Regions from separate parts of the Mustela erminea genome. Here region 2 is linked to region 1. A link is a contact called in public Hi-C data. All regions are on one chromosome and are shown on one strand. The core of a region is the stretch at or near the end of the contact, and the rest is flanking DNA. Distances in the headings are between cores, read along the strand shown.

Evidence for each region. A called contact is a pair of places that touch in the nucleus more often than the background predicts.
Region 2: a contact with region 1 is called in a Hi-C map of spleen, with 5 times the contacts expected there. The contact joins the promoter of RRM2 here to the promoter of LOC116596202 in region 1. A contact is called at or near these places in 2 of 3 Hi-C or Micro-C datasets (fibroblasts and spleen).

Annotation. Positions count from the first base shown.
Region 1 is chr7:134,399,364-134,406,613 of mMusErm1.Pri, reverse strand. It overlaps LOC116596202 (proline-rich protein 2-like), which reads left to right and starts at 4,292. Exons shown (of 2, transcript XM_032353329.1): 1 at 4,292-5,957. The coding sequence starts at 4,682. The coding sequence ends at 5,788. It overlaps ODC1 (ornithine decarboxylase), which reads right to left and starts at 5,173. Exons shown (of 11, transcript XM_032353321.1): 1 at 5,070-5,173; 2 at 2,010-2,157; 3 at 1,607-1,741; 4 at 813-985; 5 at 264-398; 6 at 66-147. The coding sequence starts at 1,708. LOC116596679 (a small nucleolar RNA gene) reads right to left here and starts at 3,596; the gene lies at 3,462-3,596.
Region 2 is chr7:134,659,103-134,666,352 of mMusErm1.Pri, reverse strand. RRM2 (ribonucleoside-diphosphate reductase subunit M2) reads left to right here and starts at 2,497. Exons shown (of 11, transcript XR_004288056.1): 1 at 2,497-2,691; 2 at 2,775-2,849; 3 at 3,202-3,348; 4 at 3,621-3,737; 5 at 4,311-4,444; 6 at 6,510-6,604; 7 at 6,731-6,864.

The DNA.
Region 1 (7,250 bases), core at 3,043-5,542:
GAGGCTTGTTACCGTCAGCCCTGTTCCCCAGCCCACAGCCCGCAACTGGGTTTACATATACTCACTCCCATGTCGAAGACACAGCGGGCATCGGAGATGGCTTGCACGAAGGTCTCAGGATCGGTGCAGCCACTTCCCACGTGGAAGCTGGGGCAAAGAAAGGAGAATATGCTATTTCTGAAAATCGCTACTCATAGTGCGAGAAAAACCCGAGATGTGCACTGTCCAGTATCTTAAGTCTCTGCGCACCGCCAGGATCTCACCTGACACCGATGATGTCAATATTCAGCTCTCTCGCCCGTTCCAAGAGAAGCCTGCTGATTTTGAGTGTGGCACCGAATTTAACACTGAGGCGACAGACTGCTTTGGAATCATCGGTGGCAATCCGCAAAACCAACCTAGAAGCAGAAAAAGTGTATCAAATTTCCCGAAAGAAGACCACTGATAGCCATGATTATAATAAAAACAATCTGTGACTGATACCCTCTGATTTGAGTCTCATACTTTTTTAAGAATCTCTATTTACCTGGGATAGAATCAGAGAGAACAGAGGGAAAAGGAGAAGCAGATTTCTGCTCCCCGATCAGTCCCAGGACCTGGGATCACGACCTAAGCAGAAGGCAGACGCTTAACCGACTGAGCCACCCAGGCACCCCAAGACTCTCCTACAGCTTTATTCATCGAGAGGATTTGAGATTTTCTACTCTGCCTCTGATCAGCACACTCCTATACTTTATACTCAAGTATAGAATCTTGACACAACGTGTAGATCCCGTATGTGACCTGCCCACAAACGAGGAGTCACAACTCACTTTGCCTTCGGATGTGCCCTGGCAACCTTCATCAGTTCAACTTCACTATCGAAAGTCATCATCTGGACTCCATTGTTGGCAGCGTACTTAATCTGAGACACTTGTTTACAAGGATTTGCATAGATAATCCTCTCTGGAGGCACCCCAAGACTTTGTACCAATTGTATTTCAGTCTGAAAAACAGGAGTATATTATTGATAGATATGAAGCCAATCAAAGAAAGAAACAGGAAAATGGGAATTCAGCGCCCCCACTTTCACTGCTGTCTATTGCCCAAGAAACCCAACTCTGACCCACCCTGCTGGGAGCACCAGGGCCATCTGAAATCATCATCCCGAGTCCCGCTGCTTTGCTTACCTTGCTGGCGCAGTCAAACCCCGTCCCAATGGTAGCAAGGGTCTTCACTATGGTTCTGCTATCATTGCACTTGACTGCATAAAAGGGGGTGACCCGAGGAAGAGCTTTTAACCATCTCAGATGTTTCTTTAGAATGTCTCCCAGGTCGGCCACATAGAAGGCATCCTTATCATCCTACAGCAAGAGTGGTTGCAGGGAACTCATGAGCGGCCTAATCACACTCCCACATGCAGCCTCCCCCTGTCATTCCCATCAGTCTCAAGGAACCCGCTTTTCTTTACCCTGGTCACTATTACCACAGAGTGATTCGTAGCTAATAAATTCTGAATTACCTAACATGCCATGTTCCATTCTACTTCCTTAATACCCCACTCAAGTTTCTCACTCAGGTGCCCAGGATTTTTAAAGCTGCACTGCTAGCACGGACTTAAACTTACAGAAGATGAAACTTCATTAATTTTTTGGTCCAGAATATCCTTGGCAGTAAAGCCTTCATCGAGGAAATGGCAGTCTAATTCCGCATTATTGAAGTTGTTCATGGTTTCTTGAAGTTCCTCCAAATATGTAACAAACTGCAAATAAGGTGAAAAAATTTACTCAGAAGCCATAGCAATACTCAGTTCATGTTCTAAAAAAAAAATTTGAGCAAGACCGTTCGGGGTGGGGTGGGGGACGACACAGAGGGAAAGGGAGAAGCAGACTCCCTGCTGAGCCGAGAGCCAGATGTGGGGCTCCATCTAGGATGACCTGAGCCTAAGGCACAGGCCTAACTGAACCACCCAGGAGCCCCCAACACTCAGTAATTGTTAATAATAACCTGCAACAACCATGAATACTTACATGGAAAACTAAGGAGAAATGGAACTTAAAGAAATGGTGGCCAATTTCTCACAAAGGCAATTCTCCAGAATTCCAAATCCCGCTGAGGATGCGTGCGCCCCAGTGCAGCAGGGGGAATGGTCTGATCAACACCGAATTTGCTGTCCACCTTAGGAAGGCATCAAATGGAAAGATCAGGCACGGACTGTGATGCGAGCACACAGAAAGCAGGGCTGCACAGGCGCTCTCCGGAGATCGCTGGCTCACCCACTGGACTTCGGAATCCCCTCCTTCTGGGCGTAAGCCACAGGATTCCAGAAACCTCTCCACTATCCAAGGACACTGCACGTTCAACACTAGACTTTCTCAAAGCAACACACTAAATCTTCTAAGATTTTATTTATTTATTTGATAGAGAAACAGCGAGAGTGGGAACACAAGCCAGGGGAGGACGAGAGGGAGAAGCAGGCTTCTTGCTAAAGCAGGGGGCCGGATGGCGGCTCCAGCCCAGGACCCTGGGATCATAACCTGAGCCAAAGGCAGAGGCTTAATGACTGAGCCACCCAGGCGCCCCAACGCTAAAATCCTACATGTACTACTATATACCTCAAAATAAGCACTTCAAATATTCATGCTAAAAAATCTATAGAAAGCAGGTTTCAGAATCCTCATTTCACTAAAACAGAAAAATTGTTTATAATGGCCAGTTTATTTGATTTCAGGGATATGTTATCTCTTTAGAAGCTTAAGAGAACACTTCAGTAATTACTAAAAGGAGCCTTATAAACATCTACCTTCTGTTTTCCCTAAGTCTTCACAAAAGTTTTAATAACTGAAAGGCATTGTGGAAATGTCTAAGGCTAAACTTACTGATGCTCTGAAGTTTCCTAAGAATTTTCTGAGTTCATTTTTATGCTACTTTATTTTCAGGCCATGCATATTTTTTAAAAAGATTTTACTTCTTTGGCAGAAAGATCACAAGTAGGCAGAGAGGCAGGCAGAGAGAGGGGGAAGCAGGCTCCCTGCTGAGCAGAGAAGCCCAATGCGGGGCTCCATCACCAGGACCCTGAGATCACGACCTGAGCAGAGCCTAAGGCAGAGGCTTAAACCACTGAGCCACCCAGGCACACCCCCCAAACATGTATTTTTACAGTAAGCAATCTTCATTATCAATAAAATGTATCACAGCTCCTGTATCTGATCAGAAATCAGCGTTCTTAAACCAGAGCTGGCGATCAAGTCAGCGACTCTGCAAATCTCATCTCGTCCTTGCTTAGTTAATGAACGATAATCACATGGAAGTAATTTCTGGCTAACTTTATGAATAACAAAAATAAGGAGGCAGACAAGAATTACGAATAAGCAAAAATAAAGCTCATAACATTCAGAGCCACTGTCCTTGGGTCTTCACAAAATGTGACACAAATTACTGATTCTAACCTATGTAATTTCTGCTGGGCAGGACTTTTTTTTCACTGTGCGACCCGCTTCAGTGCCTGTAGCCTACGGCAGAGAGGCCAGGCAATGGTTCGGGGCCACGGTTTGCTCTGGCATGGGACACTATGAGAGGCCCAGGGGGACGAGCCTGCCATAAATCCAAACCCATGCACGGTACAGCTTGTCCTTTGTTGTTTTTTTCCCCCCTTTCTTAAGATTTTATTTATTTTTTAAAATCTCTACACCCAACGTGGGGCTTGAACTTACAACCCCATGATCAAGAGTCACATCCTCTACCGACTGAGCCAGAGGAAGAACTTGTTCTAAGACTTGATCTAATGTGACTTTCTGGCATTGTCAACCTACGTTGCCGAAACCACCTCTAGGGGAAGTCAAGAGTCTAAGGGGACGGCAAACCCGTTGTGTCTATATATTCGACACTGAAGGCAGGTTCACACAGTAACAGATTGGACTCTTTAGCTAGGATCTTGTTAGAAGAGCTTTAAAGCAATGTTCAAGCTTAAACTTGGGAAATTATTACTTTGAAATGTTACTGTTAAGTATCTTTTAAAGCTTTATTTTGAAAACTTGCAACACAGTTTCACCCTTCAGTGTTCTGAAGAGCTAAGTCACTTGAAAGGATGGGTTAGTGAGCACAGACACCACTCTCTACTGGGAAGGTCTCTCCTGCCAGCCGGGAAGTATTACACAAGAGACAGAGACCAATTTAAGCAAACTGAAAAAAAATTTCACAAGTCAACTAAACCATGCCCAATTTTAGCTTAAATAAAGCCAACCCATTCTTTGTGCTCCCCAGACCTTTCTAAAAAGTTCTGCTCCCCACACTTACCCATTAGTTGGGATTCTCAAAACCACCACCATCAGCTTGTTTGGAAAACCTTAAGGGCTGCCTCGTACGGGTCAGTCTGTTGCCTGGACTGGGATCTCAATATTCTAGACCCTTCTTAGATCTCTAAGTCATCCCAAGACTCCTCACAGAGCCAACTCTAGGGCACAACGAATGGAGAATGTACTGCCGTCGTCAAGACAAGGCTCTCTCCCATCTGAGCTCCAGCAACTCCGGAGAGCGGCTCTATCGGGTCGCTTCCTCCGTACACAGACGCTAAGAGAAAATTGCACGGCAGGGAGGCAGCAATGGCCTGCCTCACCCTAATGGAAGTGAGCGGAGCGACGGGAGCCCGAGACTTGCTCGGGCCCGCTCGTCCCTCTCCTGCACCTGCTGCCGGGCTGGCCGCATGGGTTTTAGAAAAAGAACAGCGGCTGAAAGAACCGCGGGCCTTCCCGACAGCTTCCGGCTCCGAGTCCCCACTGCCGCGGGTCGGAAGACGGGAGACGCAGTCCCCTCCGGCCCTGGCTGCCCCAAGCCGAGGCGATCCGGAGCAGGACCGGCCGCGCCGAGGGTGGCCGCCGGGCGCGCGCAGGACCAGGGGTCCGAAGTCCCGCTCCACGGAGGGACGCGGGCCCCGGAGGGTGGGGGGGTCAGGGACCCGCGGTCGGCGCGACAACCACGTGCCCCTCGCAGCTCCGGGCGCAGGGTCAGCCCCGGGCCTCCGGCCCGCCGCGCGGGGACACGTGGCCGTCCCCCCTCCCGCCTCCCAACCGCCCGGACGCGCCCCCTCTCACCTCAGAGCGCTGGGGCGCCGCGGGCCAGCCCCATGGAGACGCCGCCGCCGAGCGCGCAGGACCGCCGGCCGCCCCGCCGCCCCCGTCAGCCGGCCGCCCGCCGCCTCGCTGCCTCCCGCGGAGGACCGCCGGCCCGAGGTGGCGCCGGAGCTCTGGCAGAGGGGCGGCGGCGGCGGAGGCTGAAGGGACTGACAAAGCCGACGCGCCGCCGCTCCGCTACTTATAGCACCGCGCGTGTCGTCATGGAGACGCACCAGCTCAAACCAGCCGCGATCGGTTCCGTCCGGGCGTCCTCCGAGGAAGGGGGCGGAGCGCGCCCGCGGCGGCCAACCCGCGGCCCGACGGAGGATGGGGAGCGCGGGCCCTCAACGTCAGCGGCTCCGAGCGCCAGCGGGCCCGCCCCCGGCCTCGCGCCCCTCCCGGCCCTGCGGCAGATTTGCGCACGCGCACGACGCCGCAGGACGCCTCCGGCGGCCTCTCACCCCTCCCGGCCCTGCGGCGGGCACGCGCACGACGCCGCGGGGCATCCCTGGCGGCCTCGCGCCCTTCCCGGCCCTGCGGCGGGCCCGCGCACGCGCACGACGCCTCAGGTCCTGGGCCCGCCGGCGACCGCTGCGCTCCGGGACACCAGCTTTGGGGCACGAGCGGGCGCCTGCTGGCGAACCAGGCCGAATTTCAGCATCCGCGCTGGGCAGAACTGTTCTTCCTCTTGGCTTTGAGTGCCTCGTGTCCTAGTGCAGAGAAAGGAGATCGCGGGCGCAAGCGGGCCACGTGGACCCCGGGTGGACTCTGGCCCCTCCTGCCAGGCGCCTCCTGTCCTAGGAGAGGGGAACTGTGACGATTCTGGCTTCACGCCAAGAATGGGGCGCAGACGCAGACGGGGGCCAGGTGCGTGCTGAGGGTCACCTGGCAAGTCGGGGGCCCCGCTTCGGGCCGCTCAACGTATCCAGGTGTGTTCCGTCTGGATGGCCGGCAGCGACCGCCACGCGAAGACACGCGGGCGGTGTTAAGCCAGAGGCTTGTCTAGGGGCCTTAGGGGAAGGAGGTAGAGAGACCACAGGCCACCAAGTCCCTCCACTGCCCTTTACCATTGTGGACGGCATTCGGGGTGACTAGATGTCTCTAAGGGCAGGTGCGAGTGCCTCGTTTGGGCAGAGCCTGTAAGTCCCCGCACAGCGACAGGCTGCACAATGAAGCCGGAGGCGAAGCCCTAGGCATTGGGTTATTCCTGAGTATGCAGTCCGTGGGGGAGGACGGTGCCTCTCTGGGATGTGGGCCACACCCCGCTGCTGACCCCAGGGAGGGGAGAAGGACTGTGGGGCACTTCTTTTTTTCTTTCATCTTATCATTCTTTCCCTTGAAGACAAAGTGCAACAGTCACATCCCATCCTCGAGTGTGGGGTGTGCCCCACCGCAGGGTCCCCGTGAGGATTTAAAGGGCATGGGACGCTAGTCCAGGCAGGTTGCCAGTTTGGTGCAGAGGGACCTTGGAGGAGCTCAGTGCTGTACCCCATCCCTGGTGCAGGAGTGCTGCGTGAACTTGGGGCTATTACTTCCCTTCTCTGGGCCTCCAAGGAAGTTTGACCAGAGGATACAAGGATGTTTACAGCTGCAAAATCCCTGTGAGGTTTTGAAAAACTTCCCCTGCACTGTCCCCAGGCCTGAGGCACACCTTGCTCAACTTTATTTTTACATAGTCCTTGAGCAGCCCATGGGTGGGTACCCAGCACCGCTCAACTAGGGAAGGGAGGCAGGGAGTTATCTCCACCCTGACAAGCTTAATTCCTACCCTAGGATGAGATTAACAGCCCGTCAGAGAACCGGACAGCCCAGACGCAAAATGAGACAGCTTTAGACTCACGGGAAGCACACTGGTATTTGTACCCCCTCTGTGAAGAAACATTTTGTCCCAATGACAGACTTTTCCTCACATTCCAGAAGTCTCGCGGGTCCAGTGCCATGGCCAAGTGGGGAAGAGTGTCCACACCCTCGGCTCTCTTTGGCAGGTCAATCAGCCAGTCATTGCCAGGAGAACATTGTCCCCACTCTGCAGCCTCCTCCAGGCAGCGGGGACCAGATGTCTCAGCCTGTGGGGTCCGGGTAGTGGCCTGGCGTGGAGGGAAGCACGGTCATCCCCTGTCCTGCCAGTAGCTTGCTGCCCTCATAGTGTGACCTGGCCAC
Region 2 (7,250 bases), core at 1,248-3,747, 260 kb before region 1:
CCAGCTGTACAGTTTAAGCTGTGTGACCTTGGGCAGTCTCCTTGCCTCCCTGACTTTTCTTCCTTCAGCTGAAGAACAGGGCCGCAAATACCAAACGCCGTTGTCTGGACTGAAAGTCTCAAGCGCCTGGCTCAAGGGTCCGGGGGCTGTGGGGCATTGGTCATTAGTGTTAACAGACAGTCCCTAGCGGGGGTACTTGGTAGAGTGAGCAGTGGCTTTGAGAAAGCCCCTCAAGTTCCGCTCCGCGGCGGGTTTCTCTGCCTGGGAGGCGGATGGAGAGGCGGCTCCTCGGTGGCCACCTCACTCGGCCAGCGGGGGGCGGGTACAGGGGCAGCCGCGGGGGACGGGTACAGGCGCAGCCGCGGGGAGCAGGGCAGCGGGAGCGCGGGCCTCGGAAGCGGGGGCGGGGCTTGCAGGTGGGCGGCGTGGGAGCTCCAGCCCCAAGAAGTGTGGCCGCGCGGTCGTCGCGGGGGCGGAGCCTCTCTCTGGCGGACCAATCGTGGAGCAGATGTCAAAACGGGCGCGGCAGGGAAACGAGAAAGAACCGCAGGTAACCCGGCGCCGGCGGCTGGGGCAGCATCCTCCCCGGCGGACTTGGGCGGCCCGGTCTGATCGCGCGCCCTTCTTTCTCCAGCCTAAAGGACAAGAGAGGAGGCTGTGCGAGCCAGAAGGCCCGCTGGGCGGTGTCTCTGGGCGTGATCTTTGCGCAGAGCCACGTAGTTTTCTACGCCCGCTTCCTCCTGTAAAGTCAGAGCAGTGAAAACCCGTAGGAGGCAGGACGGGACATGCCCAAGTGACTCAGAGCTGGGAGGCAGTGAAGGGGAGAATGGCGACCTTTCTTTCTGCCTCGTGGTACTACCCGTCTTTTCCAAGTTCTCTACAGGGCACATGGGCTATTTTGGTAGGAAAAAGTTAAGCTGAACATAAAGTCACGAATTCTGGCTAGCTCACGGAGTAATCCTTTATGGTTCCTGGACAAGCAGAGTATAACAGGAGCTGAAGAGCACGTGGTGCCTGAGGGAGCAACTGAAAGGGGCACTTCGGGTACTGATGTGAAATTGGAATGCGAATGGGGTAGCAGAGGATACCAAGGAATCCCTGACCATTTTCTTAGAGGTGATAATGGCTTTATGGGGCATAAAATCACCACTAAAAATATCCATTTTCTGGAGCTGGATGCTGGAGGAAGGTGGAATTGACCACTCCTGGGAGTTGCTTTTAAAATTAAGGATGCTAGCCCCAAGTTTTGTCGTTGCTTGCTTTGTCTAAGAGAAATGATTGTCATTAATCTTTCTCTGAGGCTTGAGCACACATTAAACACAGTATGTATGTGAGACTGAGACATGGGAGAAACAGACCCGAGGAGGGGATAGTCCCTATCTCCGACATCTTTATTATATCTAGAGAAAACTGTAAAAAGTCCAGTGTTTCTTTTAGCGGCCTCCCTAAGAGTATTTGCAGATGTTGGAACTTTCCCAAGTGAATCATGTATTTTTCAGATCCTAACACTTCTTATTCTTCATTCCTGGCATTATGCCACTTGCAGGGCAAATGTCTGTGGCAAATCTGAAAAACCAAAGTAAAATGAAAACTGCTATTAAGGTCGTGTCTCCCTCATGACAGTGCAGGTTTTCAGTCTCCTCTTCAGGCTCCTTGATGCCCAATCAGCAGTAAATGGATGCCCAGCTCTTTAGTCTTTCTCAGGGCTTTTTTGCTCCGTTTCTAATTTTAAAAAATGCTGACATAGGGGACAGTGGCCTGGCAGCAGACACAAGTTCAGTGGGAAACTGCACCAAAAGCGCTCTCTGGCATTTACTTAACTCAGCTCTATCGCATCGCTATTTTATTAATCGTCGCATAGGTTAGGTCCGGCGACAAGTCCCATTTTACCAAGGAGGGCACTGAATCTTTTAGCCAGGTGACATGTCCAAGTGATACAGCATCTGCACTGCGGGACTCGGCAGCCAGCGGCCCTAACCGTTGGGCAGGACGGCTGTCACCGATCCTCCCGCAGATCTGCAGGAACTCGAGGACTCCTTACCCCCGACCCAGGTACACGTATCTAAACGGTCGCAACCCCGCGCTTCTCTCGCAGCCTTGGGCGTTCCCAGGCACTAGCACCAACCTCATTTGCAAAACCACTTGCCCCGACCCGCGACAACGGTCGAGGGGTGGGGGAATCCTCTCCCGCTCCGGGGCGGCCTCCAATCGCGTTGCTGCATTCAATCCCCGGCAGTTCCCGGAGAAGCGAGTCCCGCGCGCGCCGCAGCCCCCGAGTCACGCTGGGGGGTGCAGCCCTTGCCGGGGCGGGGGGCGGCCGGCAGCGGCCGGGGCGGCGGCGCCCCTGAGCGGGTTAGCTGGCCCAGAGAGGGGTCCCGGGGGGTCCCGGGCGGCGGGCGGTCGGCGCTCCCGCGCGCCTCTCGAATCACGCACGTCCGGCCGGAGCGTCCAATGGGAAGGCGGCGTCTGGCCACGCCCACCGCGCGCGCCCCCTCCGCGGTGGGCTTTTAAAGGCAGCCGGGCGGCGCGGGGGCTCCCAGGACCTGCGCGCCGCCTCACCTGCCGTCCCGCCTCGCCGCCGCCATGCTCTCCGTCCGCGTCCCGCTCGCCACCATCGTGGACCCCCAGCAGCAGCAGCAGCTCCAGCTCTCGCCCCTCAAGGGGCTCAGCCTGGCGGACAAGGAGAACACGGTGAGCGCGCGCGCGGGCCGGGCCGGGGCGGCGGGGGGCCTGTGGGGTCGGGGGCCTGCGCCTCACCGCGCGTCTCCCCGCAGCCCCCGAGTCTCAGCGGGACCCGCGTGCTGGCCAGCAAGACCGCCAGGAGGATCTTCCAGGAACCCGCCGAGCCGGTGAGTGGCCCGGGCGGCCTGCGGGGGCGGGGCGCAGCCGGTGGAGTGCGCCAGCCGCCTCTTGGCGCCAAAGCCTCATTGTCTCCTCTAGGGTTTCAAACCCTAGCCACTCCCCGGGCCCGCGCTTCTTTCCCGCCAAGGCATTCCCTCCCAGTGCTTTGCACTTCCGCAGATCTACTCCTGTTCCTCTGTCACGTCCCGCTTCTGTTCTGAGTAGGATGCGTGTGTGACAGCTCACGCTCACACACCGAACCACCTGGGATTGCCGGGGATTGCACGCACTGGGCCCGAAAAAATGGCAATTTCATGTGGTGCGCCCTGTAATTAGCATTTTCATTACTTTCTCGCCCAGCAGAAAACTAAGGTACTTGGCCCCAACGTGGAGGACGAGCCACTACTGCGAGAAAACCCTCGTCGCTTTGTCATCTTCCCTATTGAGTACCATGATATTTGGCAGATGTATAAGAAAGCTGAGGCTTCCTTTTGGACCGCCGAAGAGGTAATCAGAGTCAGGAGCCTGAGACCTAGGAAGTTGAAGCATTGCCCCCAGCTCTGGAGGAAGCCCCCTGCAGTGCGGGTTGTAATTTGTTTGAAATGTCCTTGTTCCCCTGGGGGATAGTTGCCCCCACGGAGGATGCGGGATGCAGGATGCGAGCTGTTCTAACTGGCCAGGGGAGCTATGCATGGGAGGGATGTTCTTTTAAGCCATGAATTAGGTATATGTGCGAGGCCCCACACGCTTAACGTCCCTTGTGAACTTCTAAACTTCAGGTGGATCTCTCCAAGGACATTCAGCACTGGGACTCCCTGAAGCCTGAGGAGAGATACTTTATATCCCATGTTCTGGCTTTCTTTGCCGCCAGTGATGGCATAGTCAATGAAAACTTGGTGAGTTTCCCAAAAATCTGCTTTCATTCACTTCAAGATTAAAGCGAAAATGAATTCTCTTGCCTCATCTGTTAAGTCACATAGTTGTAATCTAGTAGTTCTGTTATATGGCGTTTCGTGCTTTATAATATCCTTGGCAATTGTTTTTTCCTTATGGTTAATTCCCCCCACCCCACCACCACTGGCTCTCTCGAGAGGCTCAAAGACAAGTTAAGTGCTAGTAATGGGTTTACTCTTTGTGGCTATGACATTGCTTTTCTTTTTGTGGTTTTGCTGTTTTAATCATCTGATTCCATATGTATCCTCTTGTGAGTGGGTTCTTGGTGCCATGAATTAGGAAAAAAGGAACTGATGAGTGTTTGCAGAATCCCTATAAAACAGACTCTCCGTGTTTCTTGAGCTGTAAGTGGAGCATATATGGCATAACATGCTCAGCTTTACCACGGAATAAGGAAGACGTATTGTTTCTAAAAATAGAGACAAATCCTATAATGGTATAAAGGGAGTGTGATGTATCCAGGATCCCCTGAAGGGTTGCGCCTCACGCTAAACTGTGATGTGTTTCACCACTAGGTGGAGCGCTTTAGCCAAGAAGTTCAGATCACAGAAGCCCGCTGTTTCTATGGCTTCCAAATTGCCATGGAAAACATCCATTCCGAGATGTACAGTCTCCTCATTGACACTTACATTAAAGATTCCAAAGAAAGGTGAGTATTTGGCTTGCCTGTTGGTCTGCCAACATGTTTGAGACTCACTAATTGTTACACATTGTTTCAAGTTTCCAGTTCACGTGGGGGTGGAAAAATGACTCTTAAGTGACTAAACAGACAAAGCAGTTTCTTTCCCTTTTTTTTTTTAAGATTTTATTTATTTATTTGACAGAGAGAGAGAGATCACAAGTAGGCAGAGAGGCAGGCAGAGAGAGAGGGAGAAGCAGGCTCCCCCTTGAGCAGGGAGCCTGATGCAGGGCTCAATCCCAGGACCCTGGGACCATGACTTGAGCCGAAGGCAGAAGCTTTAGCCCACTGCACCACCCAGGCGCCCCCACAAAGCAGTTTCTACTGCCCGTGGTTCTGTCTGAGGATGAGGCCTACACTCAATTTTATTAGCCAGTCACTTAAAAACAAAGTTCTGAGGCTATTCCATTTTTAGAAGTGGAAGTATACTGTTAGTCAGTCTCTTTCTTTGTAAACAAAGCAAAACACATCCAAAGAGGCTGTGTACAATGAACTAAATCTTCGGTCTGGCCATTTCTACTCGTGTGGCCAGTCTGTTAACGTACAATGGGAAGCTGGGGCAAAGTGGAGGGGACTGGAGGGTGCACCTGACTAGAACATTACTACCCTCTTGAAGAGCTCGTAGTACAGTACAGAAAATCAGATCTAGAGGTATAAGTGAGAGGAATCCCATAATAAATTGGGGACAGCAGTTTGCTATTAGATGGGTGAATTTAGGCACAGGACTGTGTGAAGAGATGGTTTGCATCATGGGATCATTTTACAGGTTTGAGATTAGAGAGGAGGAGAACGTTAGAAATGGCTGTCTGGGGGCGCCTGGGTGGCTCAGTGGGTTAGCCTCTGCCTTTGGCTCGGGTCATGATCCCAGAGTCCTGGGATCGAGCCCCACATCGGGCTCTCTGCTCTGCAGGGAGCCTGCTTCCTCCTCTCTGCCTGCCTCTCTGCCTACTTGTGATCTCTGTCAGATAAATAAAGAAAAAATCTTTACAAAAAAAAAAAAAGAAAAAGAAATGGCTGTCTGAGTGGTCTAGATACTGAGGTCAGCTTCGGGATGAGTCTTTCATGGAACAGAAGTGGTAGGGCCGGAAGGTAGGCCTCCTGGGGGTTACCAGGAAGAGTGTGAAGAGGGAAAATGAGTGGTGGCTTGGCAGGGCTGGCAGGATTGGGGGGACTCTTGGGAGGGGTAGGAAGATTGGAAGACATTTGTAGGCAGAAATAAGGAAAGATGAGGATAGGCATGACTTGGATAAATAACCAGAAGGGGCAGGATCAGGAAGGTGTGGTGGTTAAGCTTCAAAAGCTAGGGAGGGGCAGACCCTGTTTCAGGATGTTGACATGGGAAGACAATGAGGGGAGCCCTTTGGTCCGATGACCTTGGCTTCAGAGAACAAGGTCGTCTCATAAGGAACAGGCTGGGGAATCTGTAGACTGGGAATGCATTGGAGGCGGAAGAGGGCAATAAGGAAGACCCAGGTAAGTGGGGGCCGGTTGATTTGCTTTCCTGATCTGGGACCATCAGTGTAGTATAGAATTAGAGTAGGAAGTAAGCTCAGGTTATCCAGTTTATTGGCTTTAATTATTTTATTACATACATATGGCATTTGGGGCCCATATAAGTGGCCTGATAATATGGACTGGCAAGGAAAGTGCTCTTTAGGAAGATAATGGACAGCGTAGCTTAAGTAGTCTTAGCAGTTAAGGTTTTATGGCTTCTCAGGTTTAAAGATAGGACCTGTGAACTTGACCATGACCTCATATATTGTCGTGGCCTTGATATAATTAAGCTGATAAATGCTCTTGGTGTAGTGGACTAAGACTTTTCATGTTAGTAGGTCTTGGGGCTCCCTGTGAACTTAGGAATGAATGAATGAATGTTGAGATTTTAGAAAGAACACTGGGGGAAAAACAAAAGCAGTAATGAGAAAACATTTTAGCTTTGAGTCTCGATTTGGCCTTGGCCCCGGTGTTGTTCTCTGGTGGACATTTGAGATAGGCGGTCTTTGCTGTAATTGCTGATGCCCTGCCTGTCTTCTAGGGAATTTCTCTTCAACGCCATCGAGACAATGCCTTGTGTAAAGAAGAAGGCAGATTGGGCCTTGCGTTGGATTGGGGACAAAGAGGCCACCTATGGTAAGGATACCTCTGGCCCCACGTCTGTCTGAGCTTCGGCTTCTGAGTGATGTCCCTAGGCTGTGGCCCCTCCTGTGCACCTGCTTCTTAGCTCAGTGGGACTATGTCGGTATTAACTCTTCGCAGGAGAACGGGTTGTGGCCTTCGCTGCCGTGGAAGGAATCTTCTTTTCTGGTTCTTTTGCGTCGATATTCTGGCTCAAGAAACGTGGCCTGATGCCTGGCCTCACGTTTTCCAATGAACTTATCAGCAGAGATGAGGTGGGTCTCGTTCACATTATAGGTTAACATGCACAACCTTGGGCTCACTGCTGGGAACTCAAGATAAAAGGTTGCCCAGTATCCACACTTACCATGTGAGTTCAGCCATATCCGTACTTGGCAGAAAACAAAAGACTTTAATTCGCTGGGAGTACTCGTGTTGGCAGTGCCTTTCTGCCTCTGCTGCGCCCTGGGTGATGGGGCGTTTTATTCTTTTGCCCCTGTTCTGGATGACACTGCTGTCCTTGTAAGTTGGTTGATAAGCGTCCCGATGGAGTAAGAATCCATTCAGGTCCAGTGTATGTCCTCGAGTGCGCTTGGATTAAACGGGAGGGGAAGGTGAAGATGTGCAGATGTTCTGGTTTAATTCCAGTCGGCAAGGCAGG